Regions from separate parts of the Zea mays genome. Here region 2 is linked to region 1. The links are chromatin contacts, called in public Hi-C maps. All regions are on one chromosome and are shown on one strand. The core of a region is the stretch at or near the end of the contact, and the rest is flanking DNA. Distances in the headings are between cores, read along the strand shown.

Evidence for each region. A called contact is a pair of places that touch in the nucleus more often than the background predicts.
Region 2: a contact with region 1 is called in a Hi-C map of ear, with 5 times the contacts expected there. The contact joins the promoter of LOC100191255 here to the promoter of LOC103640641 in region 1. A contact is called at or near these places in 11 of 25 Hi-C or Micro-C datasets (ear, endosperm, leaf and 3 more) and 1 of 3 datasets of contacts at active chromatin or transcription factors (leaf).

Annotation. Positions count from the first base shown.
Region 1 is chr1:181,706,463-181,712,857 of Zm-B73-REFERENCE-NAM-5.0, reverse strand. It overlaps LOC103640641 (Auxin-responsive protein SAUR71), which reads left to right and starts at 2,992. Exons shown (of 1, transcript XM_008664107.4): 1 at 2,992-3,693. The coding sequence starts at 3,117. The coding sequence ends at 3,452.
Region 2 is chr1:181,848,939-181,855,631 of Zm-B73-REFERENCE-NAM-5.0, reverse strand. LOC100191255 reads right to left here and starts at 1,920. Exons shown (of 8, transcript NM_001401257.1): 1 at 1,616-1,920; 2 at 1,340-1,423; 3 at 1-44. The coding sequence starts at 25. LOC103645086 reads right to left here and starts at 5,410. Exons shown (of 1, transcript XM_008668210.3): 1 at 3,080-5,410. The coding sequence starts at 4,218. The coding sequence ends at 3,232.

The sequences.
Region 1 (6,395 bases), core at 1,743-4,242:
TTCTCCACTTCACTCAACCACAAATAAAAGAGTGCATAATCCGGCATGATGCAACAAACAAAAATAGTTCTAGGTTTTGGTTGCACAAGATGTCGAGCTAATTCTCGCTATAACTTTTGAAAATATCAAGGCTTGGCGAGAAGAAAAGGGAAAAAGGAAAGAGTAACGCCTGAATTTGGTGAGAGAAAAGAAGAAAAAATTCTACCCCCAAATTCAGGGCGTTACAACAGAGCACTTGCAAATTGCCCTAGCCTCCTCACATTCAAAAGCACAGAGAAGGAAGGAGAAGAGATGGCTTAGTTGTAGCCTCGTGGAGAAGGGGGCGAAGGTTGCAGGCAGATCACGAGCGGGGTGGTTGAGAGGGAACGCAAGGGGGGCAGGGGGCGGATCGCGAGGGCGGCCCCATAGACCATGAAGATGCCGACACCACCCTCCTAGACGTTGCGCTTGCTGAAACCGTACTCGCCGAAGGGCACCTCGATGAGAGGCAAGCCAGTGTCGACGTCCGGCACGGGCATGACGTCTCCGCCGGTGCTGGCCACCAGCGAGGCATGGTGGGGCTTGAGGATAGGGAATCTAGTGCGGTGGGCGTGGCGGGGTGAGACGAAGATGGGTGTGGGGAGGAGGGATTTGGCCACTGAGGACGACTTCAGAGAAGTGTCTGTCCGTTCTGGATGGATCCTGCAAATCGCCCTAGCCTCCTCACATTCAAAGCACGGAGGAGGGAGGAGAAGAGATGGCTCAGTTGTGGCCTTGGAGAGACTGAGACGCCGATGGGGCCAAGCCGAGCTCACACTGGCAGTGGTGGACGCCGGTCGACGGAGAGGGGACCGACGACGAGTGGACAGGAGAGGAGTGGAGGGGAGTGTCTACGTCTGGGAAGCGACGAGGAGCGGTGAACGAGATCTCGGTGAGTCGAGGGTGGGAAGTGGCGGCATGTGGGACGTGGATGCAGCGGAGAGTGAGGCAAGCGAGAGCGCTTCGAAGGTGGTTAAGAGACGAGAAGGGGAGTGATTGCTAGGGAGCGAGCATCGCGGTCTCGTGGAGGGGGAGGAGGAGAATGGGACGCTGATACAGGGACCACCTATCAGAGTGGCGGGGTGGGCAGAACGAAGAGGAGTCAGAACCGAGAAGGCAGTCTATCCCTTACCTTCTTCATAGTAGTAGAGATATGTGTCTAGATTTATCATTGCCCATTTGAATATAGACATAAAAACCAAGAGCTACAACGACTACTACCTCCAATTCTCGAATATTTATCGATAGCTAGTGCATTTTTGAAATAATCGACGACAAATAAAAAGGAACTAATAGAGTACTGTTTTAGGATAGAGAGAGTATATTGCTATGACGATGGTCAGCATGAAACAAAGTCAATCCAGGAGAAATGAGATTATTAGACTAGAAATTTTGGTTGCCTGGTGCGTGGGACAAGGAGTTTGACAAGCTCGGCAAAACAAAGGCCACAAGCTAGCTAGCTAGCTAGGGAGCTAGTAAAGAGCGCTTGGAATGCAGAAAGCACAAGGAGAGCTGATGAGATTATTAGAATATAATATAAGTAAATTGTTCGCGTGCTCCCATCAGCTTAATCTTTTAAGTTGGAATGCTTGGTACATACAAGATACAACTTAATATGGTATCAGAAACAGAAGTCTCGAGTTTGAATCATCATTAGCACAATTAAATAAAATAATTGTTGTTCGCTCCTATATTTTATGTCAGAGACTCAAAAGAGGCTCGACATGAAGAGAGTATTAGAATATAATATAAGTGAATTGTCCAACTTCTCCCATCAGCTTAATCTTTTGATTTGAATTGATTGGTACATGCAACTTAATAGAGATCACCACGTCGAGTTGACGAATTGTTAATGAGTCGAATCAAAGTCCATCGAGACAGATGCAACAAAGAAAATGTATTGCTTGAAGAAGATGACGACCAAGAAGGAAGGAATTATTGCTTCCAGGTACCCTTTCAAAAAGAAAAAACTAGACCGGTATGCAAAAAGATCGCCCACGTGATATTATATTAAGAAAAATCTCGATCGAAACCTCGTCCGAGGAAGATCCCAAGATCACAAAAGCTACCCTAGTGCAACATAAGGGCATTGCCACCTATAAATCAAATATTTACTCGTGTTTTAAGCCCTCCTAACCTCTACACGAGGATCCACCCCTATATGTCAGTCTATCTCATATGCACATAATTAATCAGATGAATCAGCACGAGGGTCATCTTCATAGGCCACTTCATCTCATGTGGGCACAAATAGGAGAATCAGCGAGCGACTTAACCTTAGTCTGAAATCCACTTCTATTGATATTCGAATTTAAGACCTAAAAAGTACTACTTATACCATCTAACCAATTCGGCTAACGCCCAGTTTGGATCATTGGAATTGAATTCTATTATAATAATAATAATTTTGGCATATATCAATTAAGCTAATTCGGTTTTATGCAAAATATATTTATATACTATTATTAGCAAGATGTTGGAGATATTTATTTGTTACATTTTTATTATAGAGTAGTTAGACAAAGAGTGTCATGTAAATTACAGAGTAGAAATAAATTTTACTAATGCATGAAATCATTTACCATCCTCCACCCTATAAATTTGAGATAAACTTATATCTGAACTTTAGAAAATGGTGGAATGTTAAATTCCAAACTAAATAAGTTATTTTATTAAGTAAATTCTAATTTCTCTAAAATGAAGGGATTCAAACCTCGGACTTTTTGCCCCGGATAACCTTTCAATCGAACAATTTTGCGGCACTGTACGGAAAGGTACAACACAGGTACATACACCACTGGCACTGCGCTGCACTGCTCACCCTAAAGACCCCAACGAGATTTGCGAATATTCTCTCCCTGTTTTTAAACAGAAAGAAACCATTCATCCAAATACTGAAAACGAAACGAAACGAAAGAAAGGAAACTGAAATGGTGTCGTACCTGACGCCGTACACCCACTTGTACCACTCCACCCACCGCGACCCGACAACCCCACTGATCGGTGGGTCCAGTAGCCGAGCCCTCCCGCGGGCTATAAAATGGCTCCCTCGTTAGTCGTCCCGGCAGTGCCCACACCCACACACACCCCACCACACCATGAGGCAGCTGATCCGGCGGCTCTCCCGCGTCGGCGACTGCTCGCCGCCGCCGTCCCACTCCCAGGAGACGAGGAAGGGCGAGGCTCACGCGGGGGTGCCGGAGGGGCACGTGCCGGTGCACGTGGGCGGCGGCGCGGACGGCGCGGAGGAGCGGTTCCTGGTGCGCGCTGAGCTGCTGGGCGCGCCGGCTCTCGCGGACCTGCTCGGCCGCGCCGCGCAGGAGTACGGGTACCGCCATCAGGGCCCGCTCCGCATCCCGTGCCCCGTCGCCGTCTTCCGACGCGCGCTCGCCTCCGTGGCCGTGGCCGCCGCCGGCGACGAGGAGGGCGACTGAGTAGGATCGGCCGGAAGAGGAAGCTCGCTCTGGCTACCGCTGCTCGTTCTCGGCGCGGGCCGCCTATATGCATTTGTTGGGCTGGGCTCGTGGGCGTTTGGGCCCGAATTTTGAGGGCTACGCCTTTGTGGAACCTTAATTATGTTTTTGTTGTTGTTGTTGTTATGCTCCTTTTTGTTACTTTCATGTTTGTTCAGTGACGGAGCTCTATAAAATTAATGCCCCGGGCCACTCTATAAAACTTGTAGGTTACTTTAAATAATCTATAATATATTGTACGGCTAAACATACCGCTAAAACAAAATATAGCATAAACATATACTAAAATAGTATTTACTTCAATTCAACATCTAAAAATGAAATAAACTTGATTAAAAATATAAAAGTACCTAATTAGAGACGATTTGGTTCTTCGGCGCCTCTAATAACTTCATCAACCTTAGCACGTGAATTTGAATCTACACATTGCAAGTTAAATATTTATATAAAATGAGAGATACAACATGACAATATAACTAATGAATGCAAAAATGTATAAGTGAGTACAAAAATATACCACTTGAACTTTGTGGAGGTAGCTTTTTCATTCGACTCTTCAATTCTTGAAAATGGTATAAAATATCATCACTTTGAATACTTGCAAAGATATCTCTTTCTATATAGCATACCATTCTATGATTCAACCAATCATTTCCCATCTTATTTCTCAATTCTGTCTTGATGATTTTCATAGCTGAGAAGGCTCTTTCAACCGTGGCAGTTGCAACAGGCAAAATTAAGGCTAATTCAATGAGACGATAAACCAATGCAAAAACTAGGTGTCTCTCAGTTTGCACCATCTTAATAGCCAGATTACCAAGGTCTTCACAATTTGCAAAATCAGAATTACCCCTCACATCAACAATAAATATATCGAGTTGGTCTCTAAGGATCAAGAGGTCATATTGAGAGAAGTCTGCAGAATAAATCTTAGCCAATTCTATTAGCTGAGCTTTGTCATAGCTGGCAAATGAATTTCTTGGATCTAGACAAGAAATTCATCTCAATAATTGAGTAGATCTTTCAGTGAAACGATTGTTTAATTCCACAATAACTTGATCATACACAACAATAAAGATCTCGTTTTTGAAATGATGAAAGTAAGTCACTAACTGACCTCCACGTCCCCTTGAGCGACCTCGAACAGTAATTGTATCATCCATCTTTGGTACAATAATGTTATGTTGGGTACAAAAGGTTTTTACCTCATCAAACAATTCCTCCCATCCATTATCACGTACTTCACTAATATTCCGCAATGTGGCTCCAATCAATCCAACAGCAAGGACAATATTCTGATCTTTTCTTTGCAAACATTGTGACAAATCATTAGTCTTGCCTAATAACCTCATCATGATATGCAAAATAAGCACAAATTTAAAGCTCTCCATTTGTTTCAACAAACCAGAAGCCATATATTTCTTATCCCCACTAGAGCCATCATCAGCCACAATCTCTAGTACCTCTAAAATAGCATCCCACATGAGAACAATACGACATAAAGTTTTATGATGTGAACCCCACTACAGCCATCATCAGCCACAATCTCTAGTACTTCACTAATGATGCTTGTCCCTCCTCAATAACTAATGTTTCTGGCTCTAAAACAGGTTCTTCTAGGGAAGGTTGGTTTGGTGTTGATGAATCAGTTCGTATCAAAGGTGTAGGAGCCGGACAATAAAACGATCTCAATGTTTTTGTCCTCTTCATTCTTTGATTTTGATGTCAATCTATGGTCTACCATCAGTCACACAAACATTTAACAATTTAGTATTTAGCTCACTGTTCACTAGTAAAAAAACTAAAAAAATGAGAAGAGCGCTTACAATACAGAGTTACAGACTGCTGATGCCTGATGGAACTGGAACTAGAAGGCACCAGGGGCTACCGCCTAGCGGCCTGGCTGGCGTGCTGCGGTGCTGGCCGGCTGGCTGCCGTACAGCCGGAGGCAACAGCTCACAGCCGTGCAGTGCAGGTGCGTGCTGCACTGCTGCCGTGCTGGTGCTGTGTACTGCTGGAGTGCTCGTGCTGCTTAGGGGGCTAGGGGCTAGGGGCGCTGGCGGGTGGCCTGCTGCTCGCGCTGGCGCTCGGTCGTCCGCTGGCGGCCGCGGACGCAGTAACGCAGGAAAATAGAGAACGCAGAAACAATGTTAGGGTTTTTTTAGTCAAAATATGTACTATATATATAAAAAATTTTTGGGCTACGACCCGGGCCACGGCCTAGGTGGCCCAGGCCCAATATCGGCCCCTGTGTTTGTTAATATTAACTACAATATGCATGCATGGCTTCCTCCCACGTCAAACCGCCGGATCGCGCCGACACCCATGCTACACCCATGGCCAGAGGTCGGTGTGGCACAAAAACGATAATAATAATGTCGGAGCTCTTCGCCGTCACACTGCCAACCATAAAGAGTTCGATCAGAAAAGCTTACATGACCGAGGCACATGCAGACAAACATGATTTTATCAAAATAGAATGTCCCATTAACCATAGCGTCCGTAGCTCCTTCCTTAATTAAGGAGCTACCGATAGCCGACCCCACCCCGGCCTATAAAAAGAGGAGGTCGGCCGACACACAGAAGTCACATGCAGATAGGCGAACAACCACACCAGAAAACTCGATGGGCCACAAAGGCCAAAGACAAGGAGTGAACCACCACGACGCCTAAGGCTTAGTAGAGAGCATCAAACCCGCAGTCCTTAGGGTTAGCAACACATAAGAGACTTGGGAGCTCCTCCCTCTTTCATCTACTTGTAACCTCTACTACGAGAATTGAGCAACAAGGTGTCGGTAGCATGAGCCATCAAAGGGTGGATGTAAAGACGTTCTGTCCGAACCAGTATAAATTTTGTGCCCTGAAACGCGCACAAACAAATTTACTTGTTGGATCTGGTTTGAA
Region 2 (6,693 bases), core at 671-3,170, 140 kb before region 1:
CAACAGTAAAGGCTGATGCAACCATTTTCTCAGAGCAGTGATAGCTGTAATAATCAAAATTTAAAGCATAAGAGTTTTAAATTCAAAATTCAAGAAATTCGGACCAAAACGCTACAGGAAATATGTTTGAACCCAATTACCCAAGAACCTGGCAAATGAAACTATGTCTAAAAACTAGTGAGTAGTGGACACTATGTCCAAATATGGCTTGACCCTCAAGTGTTTTCAGACCACCATAATTCCACATCTAATGTCATGATTTGGACCCAGAAAGCTCATAGTGTGCCCAATACTTAACTAGTTTAGTAAGGTTCTCGGCCTACTGCTTGTTAAACAAACAGCAAGTGGTCATAACCCCTGGCAACTGGCATTACTATTCTATCAGGATCTTGGGCCCCAAAAGGCCAGAACCATGTTACGTGGTGCCATTTAGGCCTATATCTCAAGGTGTGCCAGAGCACCAAAACAGATCACAATCTGGCCCGTCCAAAGTCCACAAAATATCTAGAGCAAATCCAAACAATAACTTCACAGACAAGAGCACATGGCACATGCTTCCTTTAATCATGTATTCTCGCAATTTGACTCTGTTCTCTGATCAAGTTGATAAAGCATCTAACCATGCTTTCCTCATAAAAAAACAAACAAACATGACCACAGCTAAGAGCCGCCTGTAGGGCATCCCACCGGAATCCAAGAAAACACTGTGTGCTGCCTGAGGCTTAACAAGCCACCGACAGGGTGACCACTTTAGACTAAAAATGGGACACAACAAGTGATCCCTGTATCACAGTATCAGCTGCTCAAACAGGTAGGATGGGCATTTGATTTGAGGCAGACGTCAGTGATGCCCAAATGAATTAATTGTTGAGAAAGGCAGCGAGCCACAGAGAAAAAAAAAGGATAAATCCAGCATCTAAGAGCATCTCCAACAGCATATTCTATAAAAATGCCCTACAATTTAAAAATTAGTATATTTTATATGATTTAGGACACCAACAAAATATTCTGCTCCAACTAGTAAAATCTTAATTCTAGATTATAAGGCAGCCCACTAGGGTGTAGTATAATTGAGGCACTTGAGAGAGTGTTCTATATATTTTTGACAAAATTTTACAAAATGAGACACTTTTGGGGTAGTTTTTCCTGTTTAGAGTCATATATTTCAATTTAAGACACTAGTTTGAGACATTGTTGGAGATGCTCTAAATGGCTGGCTTATGAAGAATGAATGAAGGCACAGATGCCAAGAACAAAACTAAAATCACTCAAGCATCTAGTTGAAGAACATGAGAATTGAGAGATAATAACAGATCAACAGCACAAACACAGCCCAGACTCTTTTCTCGAAGCGTTCTGAACCAAACGAAGCTGACGACGGCCCAGTTCCAAGGTGCAAGATCTTGGGTTGTAAGGGCCAGCACTGCACAGACGATTTTAGTCTCAGACATAACTTCACCCACTGCGAGGTCTAAGTGCACACAGATTACAGTCACCGGCCGCCAATGCCGATTCAGCGGCCAGGACGGATCTCGGAGCACGGATACACAGTGAGGAGCCACCAGGTGAAGAAATTGAGGAAGAAGAGATATCTCAAGGACGGTGAATAACCCACCTGCGCAGCAGAAGTACAATGCCGGCGCCGTCGACGGTACCGCCCGGCTGAACTGAAGGGGGTACGCGCGAAGCGAGGGAGGGGGTGGGGGCAGGGAGACAAGTCCGCTTCTTGTCCTCCCGCTTGCCCCGCCGCCGCAGCGTCGCCTTGGGAGCTTAGAGATGGGCGGGAACTGAGATCGGGGAGCAAAAGGCGCCGGCTTTGTGAACACGACGGCGACGAGTTCGCAGTTCCACTGCTTTGTATAGATTTCCTCCCTGTTGCTCACTGCAACGAAACGTGTCATTGGGCCGGCCCTTTTGTCACTTCCCTATAAGAGAAGGGCGGAAAAAATAATGTAGGGTGTAATCAAATTGAATAATAATTTTTTATTTGGATCGGATAGGACTAATTGGCTATTATTAAGTTGTGTTGGATAAAATTTAAATGAATATTGATATATTAATATTTATTTTTAAGTATGTAGGTACGGATGGATAATTAATAAATAGACTTAAATACAGATCGAATCTCAACTCTTTTAGACGATTGAATTCCAATACAAATAAATATTGAATTCCAATACAAATAAATATTATCTGTACTATTTACATCCCTAAAAGTTCGCTGGGCTCGAAGCTATCGTCGTCGAGACAAACGTTCACAAGATATAAGAAAATTAATTATATTTAAATAAACTACAATGATATAGAAATAGTAACAATGTACAAATAACTAGCTAACTAGAAGTTTAAAAGCGAGTGGTCAAAAAGTGAGTAGAAACTCAAACAAACAAATTGTGCACCAATAGACTAGCCGAAACCACTTCTATTATATCACTCATTTCATCTCTTAGAGCAACTTCAATAGTTCTCTAAAAGACTTTCTAAATCAATAATTTAGGTAGTTAACATGAAAACTATTCTCCAACAGTTCTCTAAATGAACTTTCTAAATTTAACAACTTGTCATCTAACCTCATTTTCTCTCTACATTTAGCAACCATTTAACAACTCCCTAAACAAAAATGTTGACTGCATTATATAGTTTTTGTGACTTATTTTTTATGTGGATAAATACAAAACAAAATTACAACCTATATTTAGAGAACTATTGGAGATCTTACATTTTTTTACTTCAAAAGCTATTTAGCAACTTCTTAAATCTATGATTTAGAGAACTAAAATTTACATAACTATTGGAGCTGCTCTTAGGTCTCTTAGAACTTTTTCGGTTATTTCTATTACATATAGATTTGATGAAATTAAAAAAACATGAGATTTTGACTTATTTAGGATTTAAACTTACCCAATCCTACATAATCTATATGGATTGAGAGCATTCTCTCATGTGGATTGAGTGGGTTTCAATCCCGAATGTCATAATGTTTCATAATTTTTTTTAATCTTATCTAATCATATGGGTTAGAATAACGTAACAAAGTTTTATTCGGATTCGAGAAGGAATGAATTCACATAAAAATATGTAACATGTGTAAGTTTGTTCCTGTCTCTTTTAATTTTGGTCAACGAACAGAATATGTAATTATGAATATATAATTATGTAGCCGAAAAGAAGTGAAGAAAAACAATCAGTCCGACCACATGTAGTTCTAGACGGAACCGAGCTCTCTGCTACCTACTGCCCTGCCTTGCCGCTACCTCGCAACGCAATCGGAGCACTACCACTGATCGGAACCGGAAATCTCCCGACTGAGCTGGAGAACGCCACGCAGAGCACGGCCAGCGCCAGCGCCGGGATCTTCCCTGCGACGAGGCCGGCAAGGATGATCGGCACCAACAGGGGTAGCGGCAATGCGCGTCCGCGTCGCGGCGGCGGCGGCGTGGGCTCGGCGGTAGCGGCAACTGCGGCGGCGTCCGCGTTGAGTCTCCCCGGCGTCTCCGGGTGCTCGTGCTTGCATGCGTCGCCGCCATGCCGGGAATTCGTGCTGCGGAGCGTCTTGCCGCTCCGCAACTTGTTGGCGAGTAGCTTCCGCAGCGACCTCCTGCTCTGTTTCAGCTTCGGATTGTTATTCGCCGACGGCTTGCTTGTGTCCGCGGACCAGAGCGAGGCGGCGTCGTTGCCTACGTTGTCGGGCTCGGACTCGCACCCGGCGCGGCGCGACTTCGGCGAGTCCGCCACCTCCCGGATCGGCGAGACGCGCCCGCGCAAATGCACCTCAGCATTCGTCTCCGGCCGCCATCGATTGCTTCGGACGGACTCAATCCAGGACAGCGCCACCGATGCCAGCGTGGCCGCGGCCACCATCTGCTTGCTCCAGCAGATCACCACCAGCGCCAGCGCCACGGCGGCGCCGCAGACCGCGAGGAGCCCCGGCCGGACGCTGAAGACCGCGCCTATGCCTGGGCGCACCGGCGCCGGTGCCGCCGCGTCGCGAGCCACCGAAAGCTCGCGCATTTGCTGGGGCTCCGCGGCAGCGGCAGCAGCGCGGCGCCTCTTCCTGGTGTTCCTGATGCGGCCGTGGTTCTTGACGACGATGTCCGCGAGGGAGGTCGGGAAGCCGGTCTGGACCGAGAGAGGCCCCGGCGGGCGCAGCGACGCGAGGAGGCGGCGCAGGCGGCCTGCGCCGCCGCCGGATGGGCGCTTCAGCGAGATCGTTGGCATCGCCAGCGGCTGCCGACGCCGGCGATCATCGGAGACGTGGCGTCACGCGGCCAGGCTTTGCTCGTCCGCGTTGCTGGCGGAAGCGAAGAAGGAACTCGGTTTGCTGTTTGCATTGGGGTATTCGCCTTGTTTTAAAGGTGGTTGATTCTGCTTGGAGTTTGTGAGAAGCAGAGCCAGCTCGGGTGAAGAAACCAAGGAAACTGATCGAGAGGTGTGGCCGGCCGTCGCCGGCCAAGGCCTGCGCTCTGCGCGCGAATGCGCTGCCGAATGCGCGCTCCTTTCTTCCTCGTCATGATTTCTCGCCTTCACGCCAACGCGTCCAATCCCGGCTCGCACGCACTGCTACACGCCCAAACTACAGCATGTCCGCTCCTCCTTCCTCGCCCAAACTCGCCCACACGCCGCCGAATGCGCGCTCCTTCCTTTCGCAGTGATTTCTCGCCTCCACGCCACCGCGCTCAATCCCGCTCGCCGCAGCGGCCCGTGTGTCAGCCCCACGACGCTAGGCTGGGAGCGAAGACAATCGTCGCTGAGCAAAACACGGGAACGTCCGTCTAAGTAGGTCGGAGTGAGTAATTCGGCTGTCTAGGTGCGCCGTATTTGGTGGTGAGACTGATGTTACAAGTATTAGACCAGATATTATAAAAAACCTATCGCGTAACATAATATAATTTCTATCTCTCGCATATTCACTTCTTTCTTCTTTCTCATGTCTTCTTCTATCTCAGCCGCCTCAGCCGCTGATCGCTCCTATCCGATGTCATCGCTAACAATCTGGTATCAGACCTTGTTGACCTGGATCCGTTTAGCATCGTGCCGCGGCATCCGTGATCCACCACTATGGAACCCGCCAACACCACCGTGTACAGGATGCTTGAAGAAATGCAGTTGATGGAAGCCAGGCTTCCCGAGAAGATCTCTGGGCGCTGTGATGGCGTTGCAAAGCGATTCGAGGAGCGCTGCGACGAGATCTACCATCACTTCACGAATCGTTGCAACACCATCCATCAACAGGTGGATGCTGCTGCCCTTCGCGGCGAGGAGTGACTCATTGCTCTGGAAATGATGAAGACAGAGATCGAGAAGAAGGTGGAGGATCTCTCACTGGAGGCGTCGAGGGTGATAAACCCAACGGGTAGAAGGGAGCCCGATCTTTCGATGACAGATGATGGAGGTGGAAATTTGGTTGGAGGTCGACGTTGTGCTATCCGACTACAACAACCACAAGAGTGTTGCGCCTTAGCGATAGTTACACCGGCTCCTGTTGTTGTTGCTCTTGCCATGCCAAAAACAGCCTTGAACCTGCAAGCAATCGAGAACAAGCAAGAACAAGATAAAAAGCAGACGCTCACGGATCTGATAGAGTTGGGGTTCTGTTTGAAGTATCCGAGTGGTCTAGCCGACACACGCGTTTACAAGGAAGTAGTAAAGGCTAAACTTATATCAAACAAAAATCCAAGTTCTTTGGTGGCTGCTAGTTGCTTAAATAGAGAAATAGAAAGGAGTTCTAGTGGAGAACGAAATTCTCTCGGTAGTTTTTGGACGCCTCGTTTGGTTTCTGTCATTGGTTCTTGATGCACCAGAAAGTAGACGAGGAGAGCTTTCCGACAAATAGTTATTTGCTCTAAACAACCTTGGGAGTTGAAAGTTATGCTCCATTTAGTATTGTGCTTGCTGCAGTTACGAAATCCCCCCGGCTGGTGGAGTTACGAAGTCTCTCGGCCATTCGTGGATGCCTCGAGTCTGATTTGTCATTCATTCTTGATCCACTAGAAAGTATACGAAGAGACCTTTCCAACAAGTGTTTATTTGCAATAAACAACCTTGGAAGTTTAAAGATATGATCTATTTAATTTGGTGCATGCTGCATTTACGAAATTGGCTTGGGTAGAGCAAGAGTTCACTCGGCAGTTTCTGGACGCTTAGTGTTCGATCTCTCGTTGATTCTTGATCCACTAGAAAGTAGACAAAGAGACCTTACCAACAAGTGTTTAATTTCTTTAAACAACCTTGGGAGTTGAAAGATATGCCCTGTCGGCGTTTCGAGACCGGGGGTCCCTAAGCCGACGAGTGAGTGTGCCGCGTGCCCCAGCCCAGATGGGTCGAGCGCGTGGGCGAGCGCGAAGGGGGGAAGCGAGGTGGCCGGAGACGGGCGTGAGAGAGGTGGAAATCCCGCGGCCTTCATGTTCGTCCCGCGCCCAGGTCGGGTGCGCTTGCAGTAGGGGGTTACAAGCGTCCACGCGGGTGAGGGAAGCGAGCGGCCCCAAGAGAGCGCCTGTCTCGTCCTCGTCCCCGCGCGGCCAACCTTCTCTAAGAAGGCCCTGGTCCTTCCTTTTATAGGCGTAAGGAGAGGATCCAGGTGTACAATGGGGGTGTAGCAGAGTGCTACGTGTCTAGCGGGGGAGAGCTAACGCCCTAAGTACATGCCGATGTGGCAGCCGGAGAGATCTTGGCACCCAGTTGGTGTGATGTCGT